Linked DNA regions of Danio rerio: region 2 is linked to region 1. Evidence: chromatin contacts called from public HiCAR-type data. All regions are on one chromosome and are shown on one strand. Each heading gives the region's core, a stretch centred on a gene start, on an enhancer-like site or on the middle of the called end of the contact. The rest is flanking DNA. Distances are from core to core; before and after follow the strand shown.

Evidence for each region. HiCAR-type assays count read pairs that join an accessible place to other places.
Region 2: a contact with region 1 is called in a HiCAR-type map of caudal fin, with 6 times the contacts expected there. The contact joins the promoter of si:dkey-5g14.1 here to the promoter of arfip2b in region 1. A contact is called at or near these places in 4 of 18 Hi-C or Micro-C datasets (caudal fin, fibroblasts, hematopoietic stem cells and 1 more) and 2 of 4 datasets of contacts at active chromatin or transcription factors (caudal fin and embryo).

The regions. Positions count from the first base shown.
Region 1 is chr10:31,187,804-31,191,587 of GRCz12tu, reverse strand. arfip2b (ADP-ribosylation factor interacting protein 2b) reads left to right here and starts at 2,195. Exons shown (of 9, transcript NM_001017649.1): 1 at 2,195-2,402.
Region 2 is chr10:31,456,368-31,460,151 of GRCz12tu, reverse strand. It overlaps si:dkey-5g14.1, which reads left to right and starts at 1,631. Exons shown (of 6, transcript XM_679321.10): 1 at 1,631-1,798; 2 at 1,975-2,183. The coding sequence starts at 1,995.

The DNA of each region.
Region 1 (3,784 bases), core at 946-3,445:
AAGTACTGAAACTACATACTCATGCTTAACTTAGTAGTAAGTAAGGCCAGACAGAATCTGCGTACATTTTCTGCAGAGAATTTTGTACAAAATCTGTGGATTTATGTGGAATTATTTTGGGAGTATCGTAACTAAAGACTTAATATATGAAATAAAAAAATAATAGCTTTTTAAACTTTTATTTAATGTTTAAAGTGGAGATCCATTTAGATTCACCTTGGAAAACACATCAAGTTTCTCATATGATATATCTACTAAAAGACAGAAAACATGACAAACTGTATTCTAAAAAAAATCAAATTAACACTTTCATATTAGTCAATATTATTACTGAATTTAATTTAAAACTGAATAAATATAAATTTACACATTTACACAAGTAATAAATAGTGATTATAATGATTAGCAAATAGTGACTTAATGATTAGCAAAAATTCTGCAAAAATCTGCTTATATGCTAAATTTTTGCGCACGCAGATTCCGTGTAGGCCTACTTATATGCTAAATTTACCATTTTATAACACATTGCACCTGCAGCAAGGATCAACCAAAATATATATACACATACTGAAAGCAAAATTTCGTAAATACTGACTTGATTATTACATTTTAAGTTATTTGATTGATTGATTGATTGATTGATTGGTTGATTGATTGATTGATTGATTGATTGATTGATTGATTGATTGATTGATTCATTGATTCATTCATTCATTCATTCATTCATTTAGCGCAACACCCATATTTTAACCAACTATCCTGGTGTAGGTGGTAAAAAAAAAAAAAATCAGGGTTTTACTTCTAATGCTTTGCCTATACTGCCACCCTCTGACCAACATAGGCTACCTGTTTCCATATAAGTTTTTTTTTTTTTTTTTGTACTGTTGGTCTTTTTAGAAAGCAAAACAAAATAGATAAATTATACATTAATGTAAAAATTAAGATGGACTGAATTCATATGATGTTAAACAATACTTGGTGCTGACAAGGATAAAACAGAAATATATGATTATTAAAAAAATTTAAAATAAATAGTTCTTAAATAAAAACTTACCTACCAGGTTTGTGTGTGTGTGTGTGTGTGTGTGTGTGTGTGTGTGTGTGTGTGTGTGTGTGTGTGTTTTAAAATTCAAAATTGAATTTTGTTTGCCCTTTATTATCTTAGCTTTTTTTCTATCTGTTTATTGATGTATTTTTGTGTGTATCTTTTAGCTTTATTTTTCGTATGCCGTAAAGGAGATTCATACAATAAAGTTTATTAATATTTTTATTAATGTTGTTATTATGTTAAGACATTGTGTTTGCAAAAGCTATCTATATTTCTATCTTTATATATTATTATTAAGCACAACAACAATAATAATAATAATAATAATAATCACAAACATAAATTCTGTGCGTTTATGCAGGTTGATCATCTTTATTTCAATAATGTTATTTTGCTATATATTAATAAAAATGCTGAAAGAAATGCATTATTATTATTGTTATTTTTATCATTAATATTATTATTAGTCGTTTTAATTTAGAATATTCTTCTCACACCTGTGATTTTTACATATACAGCTGAAATCAGAATTATTACCCACCTACTCCCTTTGAATTTTTTTTTTTTTTTACCTTTTTAAATATTTCACAAATTATGTTTAAAAGAGCAAGGAAATTTTCACCATATGTTTGATAATATTTTTTCTTCTAGAAAAAGTCTTTTTTGTTTTATTTCGGGTAGGTAAATTTTTTTTTTTTACATTTTAAGTTCAAAATTATTAGACCCTTAAGCTATTTTTTTCAATAGTCTACAGAATAAACCACCTAATTAACCTAGTTAAGTCTTTAAATGTTACTTTAAACTATATGGAAGTGTCTTGAAAATATCTAGTCAAATATTACTTACTGTTATCGTGACAAAAATAAAATAAATCAGTTATTAGAACTATTATGTTTAGAAATGTGTTGAACAGATCTTCTATCAGTTAAACAGAAATTGGGTGCAAAAATAAACAGGGGGCTAGTTCAGGGGGTTTTGACAATTCTGACTTCAGCTGTAAATCCGACCTGCTGTAACAGGTGATTTCCCTTCCCATCATGGCTTCTCTCTGACGCTGGCTGCGTATTCCACGTCGGCAAAGGAACGTCGGCGCCTGTCGTCAGATCCGCAAGGCATTTCGGGCTGCTGGAGGCTGATTCGCCCAATAATACAAACAAGCCGCCGGACATAGTGGAATCGGTTGAACATGCGAATAAACGCTTGCTTGTGATTTAACATAAACTCAGCCTTCATGAATGCACGCTGTTATTGTCTCTGCACTCTTTCGGAAGTGTCAGGGTTTGATTGCGCGTGAACCGGGATAAATATCCAGCACGCGTGACAAATAGCTCATCCTAGAGAAGGAAACGCACAGGTAAGATAATCATTTATATGTCTTTATCTTTATTCATGCAGCCCTTATGCCACTTAGCAGACGCGGGTTAAGGTTTATGTAGTGCGCTGTGGTGAAGAATAAAACACGACGTCAACAGAAATAATAATAATGGGCGGCATTACTTACGGTCCTAATGTGTTTTATTTATCTTGTTTTCATTTATGTTTGTAATATAAAATGGAAGGCCACTAAGCGACATGAACTGCCTCTTGGACGCTGGATATTTGAGCCAGAAGGCTGTAACTTACCTGGCACATTATTACAGTGATGCCATATGTGATCATGCCGTTAGGGCGATAATGCATAAAAAGTATATATTTTTAAGTCGAAATAACGTGCTTTTTTATTTTATTTTATTGTAAAAATGTATTTAAAGTGTTATTTTCATCTCGAGTTTGTACAGCTGTCACAGTTTGCCTGTTCCACCTGTTCACCCAGGACAGGTTGTTTGGTTCGAGTTTTGACAGAACACAGATCAAGCATTCGTTTACCGACTGTTTAAACTACTAAATCCTTTTGTTCATGTACTTAAAAAAAAAAAAAAAATAGTATTACAATTTTTTAACGATTTATTGTTTAACACTTGAGTAAAGCACGGGCCAATAACGTTCGAGTGTTGGCAGCGAAGGGGTTGGATTTGCTCTTTCCCTATTTACTACTTTTTGCATCGCAACATGCCCGCTTCCATAGGCCCACTAACTTTATTTAGTAGATGACAAACAGTTTTGCATAGTGTAGCGTGACAAGATGTTCTGACGAGATTCTGTGGCATCTGAAGGACACGTTTTACTATCCCATATGGCCATTGACAACAAGAGAGGAAAGGCTGATGGCTTTATAAAGCTATGCAACTGCCTGTTGTTTACATGACAGATAGACATTGTGGGATGTAGCCTAGTATTTCCATATTTCATTGATACAACACATTCATACTATATAGAACATACTATTAACGGTTAAGAGGCAAGTTTCAAACCAAATGTAATTCGATTTAAATTGATTTAGGAGCACAGCAGCTGTCTAGACTATTATTGTTAACAAACCAGAGATACAAATGGTTTTTATATCCATTTGGCCACGAAATAGCCATAAGTTGCTGATGTGGCAATAAATAAATTAATAAATGCAATTAGTTTTTGAGAGAGAAATGCTTATGACAGTCTTACTAAAACCTTTTAGCATATTTGTAAGCATGCATATTTTAGTTTAGGTATTTTTTGAAAACAAAGTAGTTGAGTGAATGGTACAATGACTCTCTCATAAACTCACATCCCATGTCTTTGCACTTGCCCGGATTGGCTAATCTGGGGAACCGGGAGAATTCCCAGTGGACTGGTCCGTTTTTGGCCAGCAAGGTGTCC
Region 2 (3,784 bases), core at 382-2,881, 270 kb before region 1:
TCTTTCTCACAAATAAGTAAACAAAAGAAAAGTTGTTTTTTTTAACTGATTCATAGTTTTTTTTTTCCTGTTAAGAAAGTTATTCACAAGTTTAGAGTTGACACTGACTTGAGTTGTTATTTTTGTGTGAATGGTGACGAAACGGTGACACATTTGTTTTGGTCATGTCATTACATTCAGCAGTTACGGATTAATATAGATTTATTTTTGTTGAGGTGAAGATTCTTCAGCAATATATTATATTTGGGTATTTAGACTCAGACCCCACAAAAGAAAATAATGTTTTTTATAAATAAAATTACTTTCTTAAGTAAATATTACATTCACAAATGCAAATTCTCAAATAGTAAACCTGCCTTTGTAGTCTTCATTAACGATATGGAGAATTATATAAAGTTGATTTCAGGATCGGCTAATAAGAAAGCTTTAAAAGTGGTCAAAATATGCTCTGCTTTTAATATCTTCATTTAAGTAATCTTAAATTAGCACGTGTTTTACAAAAAACCTTTAATGCTTTTTTTTCTTTTCTCTTTCTCTCTTTTCTTTATTTCCTTATATCTTATGATGCTATTTTTTATATTCTTTCACATTGTATGTACTTTTTTGTCGATATCACTTGTTGATTGATATTATATTTTAGGTTTTATGTACTGTTATGTTCCTGATTTGAGCAATAATCTAAAAAACAGGTAAATTATTATAATTGCTAGTTATTATATACAGAAGTTAAATGGATTGAAAATGAAATTATGTGAACACTATTATAAGCTAAAATCTTAAAGCAATAAGATCTTCACAGATGTATCTGATGCACCACATATATGGTACTGTAGATCTGTAAGTGATCTAACATTTGTCTTCTCTTTATTTCTTGATTTTGCGCATTTTATTTTAGAGCTATATTATGTTTTAAAGTTTTATTTATGTTATATTTATGTTTTTTAACTTCCTAACTCATGTTTTGTGCAGAAAAAAAAGTTTAATAAAAAATACAATAAGAATATATTTGTAATTTGTCACAAATTATATTTTTTTTATGCTGCATATATCATTTTTTGAGTTTAATAAAATGTCATGAAAATGACATGGTAACCGCTTTTAGCTTACATAGACATTTGTTATTTATTATTGTTCAATATGGGCCTCGAGGCGCCCTCTTCAGACAATAGTTTATTAAAACAACCAATTTATTTATATTTTATTTCTATTTTCTTCCTCTTTCAGTCATTTAGACTCTTCCCATTACAAACGCCCACTCAATGTTAGCGTAACACTAAGAAAATGGGCAATGCAATGGTTCTAAATCAGTAAAATAAAACTTTATTAAATTAAGCAACAATGTTTTATGAACTATCTACAATATTTTCTTTCTTACGAGCAAGCATTACAAGTTTTCAAGAGATATTTTGTAATATCACAGATATACCAAAATAGGAAATATGAGAAATATAACAAATGAATTAAGTGCAAGATCAACAGAATGAATAACCACACTGTTTTGAATAGCTCCTAAAATCCCATTACCATCGCAATTTCATGAGTTGTCCCGCCCGTTTTGGGTGACTGGCAGCTTCACCAACCAATGATTTGAAATCCTTAAATTCAACCGACCAATCAGGTAAAGACATCCAGGAAACCGGCGTTTCATAAGAGGTTGCAAGATGTCATGTTTCATAAACAAAACAGAGAACAACTTTTAACTGTCGGGGAGCTTGCAGAAGAGTCTCGGCGGATGAGAGCAACTCTGTCTACATTTGCTTTGATGAAGACGTACGTCCTCAGTATATCTGCGCTGTCCGTAAGTAAACTGGATAGACTGGTAGCTGTCCAAGGTGGTCGGCAGGTTGACCGGTTAATTTAAGCTGTCATGATGCAAGTTGTTTAGGGGTTGATGGTTAGCCAATTACGTAGATCCGAGAGTAGTGTGATTATGGTAGATTGATGTAATTGTTTGTTTTATTCTTGTCTTTGCAGCTCACATCGTCGACGACACTATGAAGCGACTGTACTTTATCGAGCCCGTCGTCGCGATTTACGCGTTTGCCAGTTTTATGCTGTATCCTCTCATCCAGCAGTATGTGTATCGCAGACTGTGGCTGGAGATCACAAACTCGACCTATCCAGTGTCCGAAAACACTTCTCAATGCGCCGCCAACAGCAGCAACCACACCAGCCGACAAGAGGTACAGTATGCCACACGTTACATTCATATCTGACTCAAGCATTTTCATATTATTTACATATTCAGGCACTGAAATCATATATACACTACAATTTTGGTTTATACAGCAAAAAATAGCCTTTTTCTTACTTAAAGTTGTCTTGTTAAGAAAAAGTAAAGTAAGAAAAGCATTTTTTTTACAGTGTAGATGTGTTTTTTTTAGCAGTTGCTTTTTTTTAACAAACCTGCCTCTAGATATTTTAGTGAACAGCCAGTTCCCCTCAAGGTGTCTATAGGAGATATTTTATATCTTATAAAATTTAAAGTTCAGCTTATTATCAGAGTATATTTGAGTGTGTTGTTTTTTTAAGGTTATCTAAGAAAAGTGTTTGATTTGCTTCATGTTTTTGTGGAAGTGTCTGCTTCTCTTTTGTTTGTATATTAATTTAGTAGATTCCTCTGGATTAATTTATTTGTTTTATTTGTGTGTCAGTGTTTTACATTTAAAATATTGAATTTTGAAATTTATGCTTTTCTGAATTTTCATCATCAATTTACCATATTTTCCAAATTCTGAAAGACATGCACAATAGCCATACTAGATACATTTTTATATATTCAGCCTTTGTGTATGACTTTAGAAAAATGGCTGCATCATATTTATCTTTTATTACACAAGAGATTAGAAGCTCTTTCAGGACTTTATACCAAAATCTAGGGCTGCTCAATATTGGGAAAATCAGGTATTGTCATGTTTTCTTTTTCTGCGATAAATATTGTAATTAATATATATATATATATATATATATATATATATATATATATATATATATATATATATATATATATATATATATATATATATATATATATATATTTCACCAGATGACTTGAAAATTGCTATTTGGAAAGAATATATTTATTTAGAATAATTGACATGATTCTGTAAGGAAGTGAACCATTGTTAAAATGTTATAAACATTTACAAGCAAATACATCCATATAAGATAAGCTAAGATAAAATGTGTTGTTTTCGGGGCAGTCAAGCAGTAATCAGGTACATGATTTAAATAATAAAAGGGAAAATAACTTCAAAAGTCTTTACTGATATAAAAAAAAACAATAAAACTCATTAAACTTTTTTAAAGCTACAAATAGTAAAATTTATTGTGCCTAAATGCTTTAATTTTACTCAGCATTTAAAAATGTGATTATGAAAAACTTTTACTCTTTTTTGGATAAACTCTGCAGTAACTACACTTGTGTTTCTTATAGTCAACTATAATCATAACTCAAAATTGCATTTCCTGATATTGCAATATCGATGCTGAAACGATATATTGTGCAGCCCCACCAAAATCAGTTTTTATTGTTATTATTTTTATTATTTTTTGTTTGTTTACATGCCTGTAACTCAAAGTAAAAAAGATCTCTCATTTAACATTAAAGTTTGGTTCTTAATAAGCATTTGTTTTGACACACCTATTTTCATATTGTTAAATTTCATAGATTTTGGGATCCCGATGAGTAATTTTTTTAATATATAAAGAGAAACACCTGAAGAACCAATAATGTTGAATTCCAAACCTAATCTTGTTTACCTTTACCAAAACAAATGTACAG